Regions from separate parts of the Sus scrofa genome. Here all the other regions are linked to region 3. The links are chromatin contacts, called in public Hi-C and HiChIP or PLAC-seq maps. All regions are on one chromosome and are shown on one strand. Each heading gives the region's core, a stretch centred on a gene start, on an enhancer-like site or on the middle of the called end of the contact. The rest is flanking DNA. Distances are from core to core; before and after follow the strand shown.

Region 1 (4,479 bases), core at 1,359-3,858, 700 kb before region 3:
CTGTACCCCAGCCAGCCCCGCCTCTCCCCCTCTCCATCCTCCTCCTCCAGCCGGGCTGGCAGCCAAGTGCCCACTACAGCCTAAAGCAAAAGCCTTTGGCCCTGGGCAACTGCCCCCTTCCCCAAAGGTCAGTGACTAACCCCTCCTTTCTCTCTGCTTCCCAATAAAATCCTTATTTTTAATTCCACTCCTGGGGAGAAACAGAGGAGGGGCTTCAGAATCGGGGGGTCTCTCCCCTCCCCAGGATTAGATTCCTCTTTTGCAAAGGTTAAAGAGGAGCTGGTGCCCTTTAGGAAAGGCCAGGGGTAACCTGAGCCCTGAAGGGCTGGGGAGGGGGCCTGGAAGAGGGGCTGCAGGAGTGACATCCACTCACTTGTGCCCAGCTCACTTGTCAGGCGGAGAGCGTGGGGGGCTGCCTCTGTCCTCAGTAGGGAAAGGGGCAGGGGGTTCTCGGCAAGCTCTGAGCTCTAAAACTGAACACCCCACTCCGTAGGCGTGAGGGTCTCACCTCTTAAGGTCCTCATAGCGGCCTCTCTCGGCCCCACCCCATCCTACCCTCTCTCGGCCGGCAAGGGGGGTGGGGGAGGGGACCGGCAGACGAATTTAGACCAGTCCTCGGAGTTGGCGCAGCGCCCTACTGATAGCGCTGGGACAGCACTTATCGCCCCGCGTGGAGACTGCCAGTCAGGAGCCCTTTCCCCACCGACGGCGGGCGCTTCAGGTCGCGATCCCAGTCTATCAATGAATGGTGTTCAAGCAAAGTGAAAAAAAATGAACAGGAGTGTGGCCCTTTCTGAGCGTCTGACCGCCGTGGCGGGTGGGGGGGGGCAGTTGGGTGGTCTGCTAACAGCCCTGCGGGAAAACGCGTCTCGGAATTTGGTGAATTTCTCCGCCTGGGCGTGTTGGGCGGGAGTGAAGTCTGTGCCGACTTGGGCTGCAAACCCAGCCGGGAGCGGAGGGCACGCTGGGGCTTGGGCCAGCAGGCTGGCCAGCCAAAGGGCGAGGGTCACCGGCGCCTCGGCTCGTCGCCCCTGATTCGGAGGTCCTTCCCGCAGGCGCCGGAGCGGCCAGCGCCTGGTGACTCACCCCCGGCCCTTTCCCGAGCTCTCCTCCCCACCCCGCCTGCCCTGCGGGGTCGGTCTCCCAGCCCCCACCCCAGGATCCCTACTCCCGTCTTCCATCTCACCCCCCCCTTATCTCTGGCCGCTCCCTCTCGGGAGATTTCCACCCTGGGGTAGGGGGTGCGGCAGGCCAGAGGTCAGGAGACGGCGGGCGGGGAGCGCCGCCACGTGCCCGCGTGCGGCCCCGCCCGGGCCGGCCAGTGACTCAGCCACGGCGGCTGTCGAGGAACCAGGCTCGGGGGGCGGCGGGTGCCTTTAGGGTTCGCAGCGGCCTCGGGAGCACCGCACCCCTCTGGGGGGGACGGGGAAGGTACGAAGCCCCTTCACGCCCGGGAGGCGCCCCTCCCCCGAGGGACCGGAAGCGGCCAAGCCCCTCAGCGGACCCGGCGGCCAGCCGGGGCTGGTTCACCTAAGCCGGGTCCTAACCCCACCCGCTTCCCAGCGGGCGGCGAACGAACTCTTCGCACACAATTTCTTAGCATAAGTTTTACTGAAAAAAGAAGAGGAAAAAGGCCCAGGGGGCCAGGGTAGAAGGGACTTTCCTCTTCTTGAAAAAGTTGCATGTTGAAACCCTAGTATTCTTCCGCCTTGAAAAATAGGCCCGCCCGCCGCGCCCCGCGGGCGCCGAGGCTCAGTGACCTCTGCAGAGACAGGGTAAGGGGGACGGACGGCGACCCAAACTGCTGACCGGGGCACAGTCATGGAGTGAGGCCTAAGGCTGGAGCTGATCCAGCGCGAGGGATAATCCCCGTGGAGTCGGGTGGGCTCCAGCGAGTGCAACTTATGCCGCCGTGCAGATGCTGAGGACAGAAGTGTCCCCGGTGGGCGCCTTCAACTTGGAAAATGGTCGGGGTATTTTGTCAAATTTCCCTTTACTGCCTTTATTTCTTGAATAAATAAAATCAAGAGTGCAGAAGCGGTAACGTGCGCGCCTCACCCCCGCCCCTTCCGCCCAGCAGCAGACACGTCCCCGGCCCGCCTTCCTTCGCTGGGGGTCCAATTCGGCCCGGCCCGGCGCGCCCCGGCGCGCGCCCGCGAAGCCGGCGGCCGGCCCTAACCGCCCCACGCGCTCTCGCTCTCTGCCCCGGCGCAGGCGCGGGCGCACGCGCTGCCGCCGCCTGCCGTTCCTCCCCCCGCAACCCCACAGCAGAGGTGGGGGAAGGGGGAGTCGTTCCGTTTAACCCTGAGTTCCCCGAACCCTCTTAATCTGCTAAATTTGCAGCTCGCTAGTTCTTTCTCCGTTCACTTTCCTTCCTCCCTCTGGCTCACTCTCTTTCCCTACACCAAAGTCTAATATTCTATGCAAATTGGCGCGAGCCCCAACTCTAACCCCCCCGCCTCCCATCCTTTCAGCGTCGGTTCCCATCGAACTCGGCAAATTTTGCAATAGGGGGAGGGATTTTTTAAATTGCATTTGCAAAGTTCGGTATCTGGGCAGGCGAGAAGGAGGAGGGAGGGGATGAGGAGTAGGCCCCGCCCCCACCGCCCTTTGCAAATAAAAATCTAGGGGGGTGGGGAGGAGCAGGAAGTGGCGGTGCGAGGGCTGCTGCACAGCTAGCAGAGCCGCGGTCCGGACGGCAGCGCGTGCCCCAAGCTCTCTGCCTTCCCCCGCCCGCCAGTCCGAGGCAGCCCGAGCCCAACCCGCGGCCCCAGCAGTAGCCCCGAGAGCAGCCCCAGTAGCAGCGCCATGGCCGGGTGGAACGCCTACATCGACAACCTCATGGCGGACGGGACCTGTCAGGACGCGGCCATCGTGGGCTATAAGGACTCGCCCTCCGTCTGGGCCGCCGTCCCCGGGAAAACCTTCGTCAACATCACGGTACTGCGAGGCCTGCGGGGTCTGGGGAACTGGCCGGGCTTGGACCCTGAGGGAGGGACTTGGGTGGGGGCGGGCACGCTCTGGAGAGCGCAGCGAAAAGCCGTGGTCGCTCCTGGCCCTGGAAGTGGCGCGAATGGTGGCTGCACGTGAGCCGGTCCGTCCCGGGGCCCCCCGAGTCGTACGTCCCGGGCGGCGGCGCCCGGCCAGCCCGCCGGCCCCGCTCTCCGAGACGGGGCGTTACATCCGGGGCACAGGGCGGGGAGGGGCGCGCCGCCCGGTGCGGCGGCCCACTTCCGTCTCCTCCAGGGCGGGGCGGGCACACGCTGCAGTTTCAACCCGGGATTGTGATTGAGAAGGGACTCGGGGACCCCTGGACCCTGAGCTCCACTTCCGCCCGCCTGCTCGCGCCCCCTCCACCATTGTTCCTCCTTATGCGGTGGGAGCCCGGCTCGCGTGGCCAAGGTCCCATGCCCGTCCTCTGCGCTCCCTGCCCCTCCCAGCTCCGTTAGAGAGGGCTAGGCCGCCTCACGCCCTCCGCCCCCCCGCAGTCGGCACGTTAGACTCAACATTCCTGTGAGACCGATCCCGGAAGTCCCCTCGCCCTCCCTTCCCGCCATCCGGCGGGGCCTGGAGCAGGGGAACTTTGTGAGAAGTTCTAGGACTGAATTATCAGTGAAGGAGTAAGGGATGACTTCTGCTGTCCCCTCACCACCTCCCCAGTCCACACTGCCCGGAAGTGGGGAGGGGGAGCGGAAGTTCGAAAGGGGGGGAAGGGGATTTCCGGGCGGGAGGGGACCGGATGTGGGGATTTGGGGTGTAAGGGGGAGGGGAGAGAGTTTCCCTGGGGTATCAAGACCCGAGAGCTGGCTTGCTGGGTCTAGCCCCAGGCCCCCTCCAAAAGTTTTTCAACTTTCCCGGAATGCCCCCAGACATCTTGCTTCCTCCTCTTAGAGCACAGATACCTGGACCTGAACTCAAGGTTACTTAGAGACCCAGGCGTCCGGGCCCCTAACAACTCCTGTAGAACCTTTGACCAAATAAGGGCAAAGTTGCTTCTCCTGCTTCGCCCGCCCCCTCCCTTCCCCTCTTCGCTTCTGCTTTTCCTGAAGGAGACTTCTGAGCATCCAAAGGCTCTCCAGTCCATTCCACTCCACTCTCCTCACTCCTTTTTGGCCCCCTTTATTTCCTGGGTTTGCTTTCCCAAGAAATGACATCTAAGTCTCCAGGGGAATATGTCGTCCCTTTCTGTTACCATTCTCCTAAGTTTGAGGATCATGATCTTTTTGTGCACGAACTTCCGACAGTCCTGAGTTGCTCAAATTTCACTGGTGTGTACAAAGCACATAACATACACCCCTCCCAGGGGGGTTAGCTTCCTGAAGAAATGGAAGGCAGGTGGGTCCTTGGAGAAGGTGGGAACCTTGGGGTACTGACTAACTTGATGGTGCTTGGTTCCCCTTCCAGCCAGCTGAGGTTGGTGTCCTGGTTGGCAAAGACCGGTCAAGTTTTTTCGTGAATGGGCTAACGCTTGGGGGCCAG
Region 2 (4,840 bases), core at 1,065-3,564, 750 kb after region 3:
ACCCTGAGAGCAGTGAGACGACTCCCAAGTCACCCCCTCTACCATGCAATACATTCTTCCAGCTCCACCCAGGTTATGGCTGGGGAAATGGGGTGGTAGGAGGCCAGAGCGCAGAAGCAGGAGGTTATCCATTTGCAAGTGTGCATCCTTGTCGGCATGGTGTGTGGTCAGGGACCACTTAAGCTCCCACAGTCTCTGGTACATGAGATGTGACCACTGGAGGTCAGGGTGGCCACAGTGGGGGCTGGGCCACCGTTCTCCTTTCTTGATCACATAATGGCAGTCATGTCTCCCAAACCCAGAGCTAAAGCCCCGGTTTCCCAGAGATAGTGCTCTAACTAGGGCAGAGAGTTAGGAGAACAAGGTAGCTGCAGAGAGCCAACTGAATAGAAGCAGAGCATCACCTCCTCCCACCAGAAGGGCCTTTAGAACTTCCCATATACACCTGCATAAGGTCTAGCGAGTGGTCGCGGGCCGGCTAAACGTTATCTGGAAAAGCTTCCAATGCATAGGCCTCCCCTCAGTGGGCAGGTTCCCACCAAGGCTCCTTGAAGAGTCCTTAAGATCCTGCTGATACCTGGCCTTGCCAGGCCGCTCCCGCCCTCCTGGTCACTTGCACAGGGCCTCCAAAACCTCCAGAGTGCGTCGGATATCCCGGACTTGGCGTGCCAGCCCCTGAACCGGCTGCAGAGCTCGCTCCAGCTCCTCACAGCGCGCCAGCAGGGTGTACATGCCCTTGATGCTCATGTCCACAGCTTCGCCTAAGGAGTCCACGGCATCACGGTAGGTCTGGATGCAGCCCACACTCAGAGCTGTCAGCTCCTGAACCGCACCACCTAACCCGCGAAGCAGACGGTCCACCCTGCCGCCCAGCTCCCGACTCAGCCGCTCCAGGTCCCGCAGCACGTCGGGATCGATGGGAGGGATGGCCGGAGTGGGTGTCGGAGCTGAACAGGGCCGCGCAGGGGCAGGGGGCGGGGGTTGAGGGGCGCCGCTCAGACGGATCTTCAGTTGCAGATTGTTGGCGACAAAGTGGGTGAGGTCGCCATGGCGGCTCACCGTGCCCTCGAGCTCCAGGGGGCTGGAGATGGTGGCGCGCCGCCCGCCGCCCGGGCCATACTCGGCACCCCCTGCGGACCCGGAGCCTCCGCACGCCCCGCTCAGCCCGTCCAGGCTGCGGCTGTCCTGAAGGCGGCTGGAGAACGAACGGCCAGTCCTGCCGGCTGCCGCCTCCTCCTCATCGTCTTCCTTCTCCTGCTCAACATCCATCCCGCCGCCTCCAGGGCTCCCCCGACGGCAGACCCTCTCAGATGCAGGCTTGTCCTCTGGCGGCTCAGGGTTCTTGAGCCGCAAGGACCCATGCGGATCATGCTCGGGACCCGGCGCCCCCAGGCAGCTCTCTGCCCCAGAAGGGGTCCCTCGCCGGCCCAGCTCATCCTCCCGAGGCTCCCGTTCCGGCCGGTGGACGAAGCTGCAGCCCGAAGGCTTTGGGGACGCCCTGGGGTGGCGGCTCGTGCCCTCAACGTTCTCGGCCTCTTCCTCTCCGGACAGCCGGAGGCCTGCGGGCGGCTCAGAGGGCGTTCGGCCCGGGCCGCCGCCGAAGATCGCGGCTTGCTGTTCTCCTAGAGCCAGAAGGTCCGCCTCGGGCCCAGGCCGCCCCCGAGGCGACTCCATACCGCAGTTGGGGGCAGGAACCGAGGAATTGGTTCGCCCCGGCTGGGAAGGCCTTGGCGGCTCCTTTAAGGGGCGTTGTAGAGGCGCGCCGATTGGCCACCGGCTGACAATGGTCAGGACGGAAACAACACTCTGATTGGGCGCGGCGACCAGGAAGTCCCAGAAGGAGCGCTGTTATTGAGCAATCGAACGCACGTGAGAGCCCGCGGGGTGGAGAGTAGGAGGTGACAGCTGCGCTCTTCGCCCAGCCCTTTCAAAAAGTTGAGGGGGCAGATCTTAAAGATGAAGATCCTGAAACGTTAGAGTCCACCGGGGGCGGGGCTCTGGCTTTTTCCGCCCACAGTTGCCAGGCCCACAATTGCCGCTTAACAAACACATCTGGTGAGGACAGGAATCAGGGTTCCTAAGAGAGGTTTTTGGGATGGAAGTAGTATATCCTGCTTGGACAGTCGGGATTGAACCGCGCCTAGTTGATCAGAAAGGATAAAACCAGAATTCTCAACAGAACATGAATGGTTCGTTCCATGGTTCTAGGAAATGAACTGCCCAGAGCGGCTCACAGTGGGCAGAGAAGCGGGCTTAAGCGCTTCTCTTCTCATTTGCCACTCTGTCTTCCCGCCCCTTCCAGGTTTGAGAGTTTCCTCTTGGAGGATGGTGTGTGATTTCACCACTAGGTAAAACATTCAATAAACGAATGAGCCTGAAGGTCAGAGTCCTGGTACCATTCTGATCTCATGTCTTCCCCTACTGCTCCTGCTGGAGCCACACTGGCCTCCTCACTCTTCCTGAGAAGACAGACATGCTGACGTCTCAGGGATTTAGACTTGCTCTTGCAACTACCCCCACCCCAACCACCCTTTTTTTGAGGCTAGGTCTATCAACCAAGAAAAATTTTCATCTTGGATATTCCTCCTTTCCTTCTCTCCTTCGGGTCCTTATTCGAATGCTATCTTTTCAGTGAGGCCTTCCTTACAGTGTTTAAAATTGCAACCACTTTCTCCAGCAATTCATCTTCCTTCCCTGCCTTTTCTTCCTAGCACTTATCACCATCTGGAATACAATATATTTGCTTACTTACTCATGTAAGTTCCAAGAGGGTAAGGCTTTTTGTCTCTTTTGTTCTCATTTGTAGCCCCAGTGCTTAGGACAGTGCCTAGCATATAGTAGGTGCTCAATAAATATTTATTAAGTAAATGACCCCAAGCCATTAATTTCTCCTTTTTGGCCTGAACTCATTCAAGATGTGTTTGCATCACTTCTCAGGCCAGGGAACCTACACCACAGCAGTGGCCTGACTCAGAGCAGTAACAGCACTCAATCCTTAACCTGCTGAACCACCAGGGAACACCTCTGGCCTCTTCTTATAAGGACACCTATCCCATCATGAGGTCCCCAATCTCATGACCTAAACCTAATTACCTCCAAAGTTCCCACCTCCAAATACCATCACATTGTGGGGTAAGGGTTCAACATGAATTTTAGAAAGCCCAAAACATTCAGTCTGTAACCAGGATCCAGAGTCATTCTTTTGGCCCCTCCCAGGGTATCTGAATCCCAGGGTTTGAGGACTCTTCCACCTCATCAGGCAGAGCCCATCTTCACTACAAAAGCTGGAATACCAAGCAGTCCCTTTCCCAGCTTCCCTGGCACATGGTTTAGGCTCCCACCACCGTCTACTGGACCACTTCTGCAGTGGAATGCTTCCTGGCTGTGTAAAACCCAAGCCTAGTTCTCCTAGAGATTCTGTGAATTACCCAGCATGCTGAAAATAAGGTCTATTTGTGCTTAAATGAACTTGAATTGTTTTCTGTTGCATGCAACCAGAAATCCTAGCTGATACACTCCCCCACTTTCCAGAAGGGAAGAAAGGACTAGCTTCCATTAGACCTCGCAGAAGAAGGATGCAACTTTCCCAAGAGCCCCAGTTAATCTCCCTCCACATCTCATTGGCCTAAACTGGTTCATATGCCCAGTTTAGTCACTTTGGCCAGGGTAATACCCTGTATGATTGACTTAGGACTGAGCATCTGGAAGCTATCACTCTGGCAAGGTGATAAGAGTTAACTGACTAGGTTAAAACAATTATGCTCCTCCTGGAGCTAGAGATGGAGGGTTAGTTCTCTCCAAACTCAAACAGCTGCAACACAGGGGGGGGGGGGGGAGTGGCTGTGGGGGAGTGACCACAGTGTCCACTACATTAAGGGTCAGCAAAATATGACCTGTGGGGCCAAATCCAGCTCTCCACCCCATTTTTTTTTTTTTTTTCTTTTTAGGGCCACACATGTGGCATATGGAAGTTCCCAGGCTAGGGGTCAAATCAGAGCTAAGCTGCAGGTCCATGCCACAGCCACAATTACTGCCATGCAGATCCAGCCATGTCTGTGACCTACACCACAGCTCACTGCAAAGCTGAATACTTAACCCACTGAGCAGGGCCGGGGCTGGAACCCACATCCTCATAGGGCCCACTAGTCAGGCTCCTTACCTCTGAGCCACAGCAGGAACTCCAGACCCATTTTTATATGGTCTGTGACCTCAGAATTTTTTCTAACCTTTTAAGAGTCCATCTTAGGCCTGTATGACACAATGGAGTGACAGTCTGATGGATGTTGATAACTAAGCAATCAGCTTGGGGGAGAATTTGGAGATGTGATCTATAAAGAGGGGATGAACAAATGACACAGGCTATTGACCTTAGGGGCCTCTATTCCAAAAGAAAGGGACAGAGTGCCACAAGTCAGCTCGGCTAGCATCTCATGGTCATTACACACACACTGGACACTGACAGTGATCCGCTAGATTGGCAAGTTTCCTGAGCTCAGAGGGGTTTTTCACTCCCCAGCCTCTAGAACAGCACCTGGACTGTAGAAAGCACTGAATAACTATTTTCAAATGAATAAATCTAACAAAAAATTATGATGAAACTACATTAGAAAGATGCAGGGGCAGACAATGCACATGGTTATGGTGGCAGTGGAGTGAAAGAATGAAATCCTTACATTTTGTAGCAGGAAAACAATAGCCAAAGCATAAAACTGAAAACTTAAGGAGTAGCAAGAAAAGCATGTGATTTGGAAATACATGGTAAATACCAAAAGCAAAACTAAACAGTAAAAAGATTTGGACCAGGCTGTCTTTGGGTAAGAGCGAAATAGGGAGAACACTT
Region 3 (4,454 bases), core at 691-3,190:
CCCCCTAAGCCCTGAGTCCTAGGCAACGACCATCTACTTTCTGTCTCGATACTTGCCTCTTCTGGACATGTCATGTAAATGATATAATACACTATGTGGTCTTTTGCGACTGTCATCTTGTATTTTTTTGAAGTTTTATTGAAGTTATTCTCTAAGTCTTTGTTTGTTTGGTTTGGTTTGGTTTGGCAGCGCCCCCAGCATGCAAAAGTTCCCAAGCGACAGCAGCGGCAACGTGTGCCAACTGCTAGGTCACCAGGGAACTCTGTGACTGATGTTCACCCATGTTGCAGCGTGTACCCAATACTTCATTCCTTTTTAGTGTGGAATAATATTTCATTGCATGGATGTACCATATTTTATTTATCCCTTCATCAGCTGATGGACATTTAAGTAGTTTATACTTGTTGCTGCTTATGAATAATGCTGCTTTGAACATGTGTGTGCAAGAATTTATAAACGGAGATGAAATTCACATAACATAAAACCATTTTTAAATAAACGATTCAGTGGTATTTAGTGCATTCACACGTTGTGCAACCACCACGTTTAATTCCAAAACATTTCATGACTCTAAAATAAAACCCCATGACCTCTGAACAGTTACTTCCCATTCCCCTTATCTCCAACATCTGGTGACCACCAATCTGCTATTTTTTTTTTTTTTTTTTCCCTTTTTGGCTGCATCCGCGGCATGTGGAAGTTCCCTGGCCAAGGATCCAACTCACGCCACAGCAGCGACCTGAGTCCCTACAGGGACGGTGCCGCATCTTTAACTCACTTTATCGCAAGAGAAGCCCCCAGTCTGCTTTTTGTTTCTATGTACTTACCTACTCTGAATATCTCTTATCAATGAAAGCATAAAGCATGTGACCTTTTTTGGCTTCTTAGCAAAATGTTTTCAAAGTTCATCGAGCTGGAGCATGCATTAACACTTCATTCCTTTTGGCGATTCATAGTCCATTACACACACATGCCACAATTTACTCATTCATCTGTTGACGGATGTTTGGGTTGTTTCCACCTTTAAAAAGTTTTTGACAAAAAAATTAATTAATTTAAAAAAAACACAATTTTTTTTAGGGCCACTCCTGGCATATCGAAATTCCCAGGCTAGGGGTCCGATGGGAGCTGCAGCTGCCAGCCTACACCACAGCCACACCAACATGGGATCACAGTCACATCTACCACCTACACTGTGGCTTGCAGCAATGCAGGATCCTTAACCCACTGTGTGAAGCCAGGGATCCAACCTGCATTCTCTCGCGGATACTAGTAGGTTCTTAACCGGCCGAGCCACAATGGGAATGAACCCCTTTGTTTCCACGTTTTGACCACCATGAATAGTGCGGCTGTAAACATTAGCGTGCAAGGATGTGAATACCTGTTTTTAATTTTGGAGGGAGGTAGATACCTAGGACTGGAATTGTTGGGTCATGTAATACATCTTTGACAAGAGCAGAAATTGGACTTTTAAACAATACTCTCAGGAAGACTGTTGTTGTTGTTTTCTCTCTCTCAAAGCAAATGCCATAAAACACAGAAAACTGAGTAGGAAGAGCTGGGGGTGATGATATTATATGCTACATAAATGTATTCATTCAAACGAGTGTTTGCAGTTTCCATCTAGCAGGTCACATCTCAAACAAAACAACCAGATTCCAAGCCCAGCTTAGTTGCTTGTCTTGTTACACAATTCTGTTGTCCACTTAGCTTACTGAAGCAATGAAGGCATACAGGTAGTGCTGAAAATCCTGGAACTGGAGAGGTAAGATTATAACCTTTCAGGAAAAGCAGCAGCTTTTTTCCCTAGAACGAGGGCCAGGTAAACTCATTCCGAGGGAGAGCATGTTTCTGGCTTCGCGGACACCTCCTAGGACTTAAAGAACGTCAGTGAAATCTGATACCCCACTCTTCATTACAGTGAACTTTTTCTAGGTTTGCTTGTAGACGACTGCTCTGGAGACGGCGGAGACTAGGTGGAGGAAAAAGAGAAATACCGTGTAAGTCTCTACATCTTAGGAATCAGAAGTAGAAAGGCCTCTGTGGAAACTACTGGGACCAACACGGACCAGGGTTTTAAACAAGATGGTGGCTGAGGGCAGGACCGCTCTATCTTCCCGCGCGAAACTCTATGGCAGAGCAGAAGCGCAGTTTAGAGAAGTGAAGCTGAGAAGGGTGGTAACCCGACCAGCACTAGCGCGCTAGGGCGGCTGGAATCGAAAGGGCTCTGCCGCGCATGTGCGGAACCGTGGGGGATGGGCTCAGAGACAAGGGGCCCACCCCACAGCACAAGTTTTCTGAAACGTGTGAGTCTTTTAAGACCAGCTAAAGCCGAAGTGGGGCGTTTCCTAAGACGCATGCGTTCTAGACAGAACCAGCAATACAGTGGCGTGGTCTTTTCAACGCCTGGCGTACAGACGACGTCTGAGGTGGAAGGGGCGGTCAGGATTCCCAACACGCATGCGCTTTGAGGCCGAGGCGTTTCCTTCAGAGGGTGTGGAGTGCGGGGCTCCTTACTGCGCAAGCGCAAGGACTGTCCGGTAGAGCTGGTGGTCTAACCCGGGGAGGGGAGAGGAGGTGGAAGGGCTTAAAAAACCGGGTGCGCCTGCGCGTTGTCTACCGGTGGGACGAGCTCAGGATTTGTGAGGGGCGGGGTCACGTATGCGCGTCATTGGATGGGTAGGTAGGAGGGAGGGTGGAGATCGGGGAGGGTCTGTGCGCTTGCGCAGTGCGGGGGTGGAGGGCGGAGGAGATAGGTAGCACGCTTGCGCGGCTGTCACAGGGCTGCTTGGTTGGTCAGTGGGGAGTCGGCGCCTGCGTACTAAGACCCGTGTGCAGCAGCAGCGGCGGCGGCGGTAGAGGCGGCGGCGGCGGCGGCGGCGGCAGCGGGCTCGGAGGCAGCGGTTGGGCTCGCGGCGAGCGGACGGGGTCGAGTCAGTGCGTTCGCGCGAGGTGAGAGCGAGCAGGGCGCGCGTGCGCGGAACCTTGGTTTGGGCCTGGGAGTAGAGATGGAACTGCGCGAGTGTCGGGGAGGGGGCAGAGGGGAGCGGCGGCCACCGCCGCACGGGGTTCGGTCGGGCAGCAGCGCGAGGTGCGGAGAGGCTCGGGCGCGCGCCCCGGTTGGCGCGCGGGGTGACGGTTGGGGCTGGCCGGGTGACGTTGGAGCGACGCAGGGCGGGGGACGGCGAGCCGCGAGGCCGCCACGCGGGAGAGGCCGCCGGGCGGCCACGCTGGGACGAGGGCCGGGGACCAGATCGGCCCGCCGGGGCAAGGGTACCTGGGCCGTTTAGAACCGGGAGCCGCGCGGCCACGTGAGGTGGGGGAGGGGGCTATTCGGTGAGAGGGCATGTGGGGGGGTTGGCGGCCAGCGAGGGGAGGGGAGGCGGCGTGGCTCCGGCCTGGCGCGGCCTTTGAGGAGGGGGCGCCCGCAGCACCGGAAGTGCCCCCACGGCAGCCTGCCCTCGGGGTCGGAGGCCGCATGGCCGAACGTGGACGGGGGCCGCATGGCAGCGCGGGGACCCCTCCCCCCAGGTCCCCGCCACCGGAAGCCCCGGGCGGCCACATGGTGGGCGGGAGCCGGCAACCCCCCGCGCGGGGAGAGCTAGTCCTCGCGGGCGCTTAAGGGGGCTTGGAATTTTGAGGAGTGCGAGTAGCCCGTGGCCCGGATCCTGATCACTCCGGAGAGCCGTCTGCGGGCATATGTTAGTGTTCTCTCCCCTCATGGGCCCCTGGGGCTTTTCCCCCATATCCTCCTGTGAAGCGAGGTGGCCAGCCAGGTGTAAGTGGCACTCTTCCGTGCTGGGAGGCCAACGAAATGGGGAAACTGAGAGCAGTTGGACGGGAGCCCAACTCTTCTCGGTCATGCCGACAACGGCTTAAAGTCCTGGGCAGATGAGTTACTCTGTGTGATAGGTGCTCTTCACCTTGTCACTGTCGTTCTCGTTGGGTCTGATTTGGGAGTTCCCGGCTTTAGAGTCCATAACTTTCCTAGCTTAGTATAATTTATTCTACTTTCTAACTACTACCAGCCTTTTGCTTTCATTTTATTGTCATTCACCACTCTTCACTCCCCCACTTTCTACTGACTGTACAGGCCCGGCCTGAAAAGCCGACAGGACTGATGCATCCTGGGAAAAGTGGGAGGGCCCTCGCGAAGAGGCTGGGTTCCTGGGTTCCCTTTGGGAAACCAGAGGTGTTTGGCAGGGAGATCTGTTAGAAAACAACTTTACTTTCTTCCCCTCGGCTGCATCTGCAAATGCATGTTGGAGAGGCGGGAATCCCCCAAAGAGGCCTTGTGGTTTCCTGTACCAATGACTGGCTCGTGTGTGGATAGGGTGGGGGGGGTGTAACAGAGACGGGTGGGGCTCCCTGTCCTCCGGTCTCCACCCCCCTCCCCTCCATTAGCCCCGCCCTTTTGCTGGCTCATAGCTGCTCACCTAATTATAGCCCTGGTT

The links. A called contact is a pair of places that touch in the nucleus more often than the background predicts. HiChIP or PLAC-seq counts read pairs in DNA pulled down with a chosen protein or histone mark.
Region 1: a contact with region 3 is called in an H3K27ac HiChIP or PLAC-seq map of alveolar macrophages. The contact joins the promoter of PFN1 here to the promoter of EIF5A in region 3. A contact is called at or near these places in 1 of 47 Hi-C or Micro-C datasets (liver) and 1 of 2 datasets of contacts at active chromatin or transcription factors (alveolar macrophages).
Region 2: a Hi-C map of liver shows a contact between it and region 3, with 3 times the contacts expected there. The contact joins the promoter of BORCS6 here to the promoter of EIF5A in region 3. A contact is called at or near these places in 1 of 5 promoter capture datasets (fetal liver) and 1 of 47 Hi-C or Micro-C datasets (liver).

What each region holds. Positions count from the first base shown.
Region 1 is chr12:51,960,034-51,964,512 of Sscrofa11.1, forward strand. PFN1 (profilin 1) reads left to right here and starts at 2,609. Exons shown (of 3, transcript NM_001244416.1): 1 at 2,609-2,940; 2 at 4,405-4,479. The coding sequence starts at 2,809.
Region 2 is chr12:53,404,438-53,409,277 of Sscrofa11.1, forward strand. BORCS6 (BLOC-1-related complex subunit 6) reads right to left here and starts at 2,315. Exons shown (of 3, transcript XM_021067862.1): 1 at 1-2,315. The coding sequence starts at 1,674. The coding sequence ends at 610.
Region 3 is chr12:52,657,100-52,661,553 of Sscrofa11.1, forward strand. EIF5A (eukaryotic translation initiation factor 5A-1) reads left to right here and starts at 1,941. Exons shown (of 6, transcript XM_021067817.1): 1 at 1,941-2,000.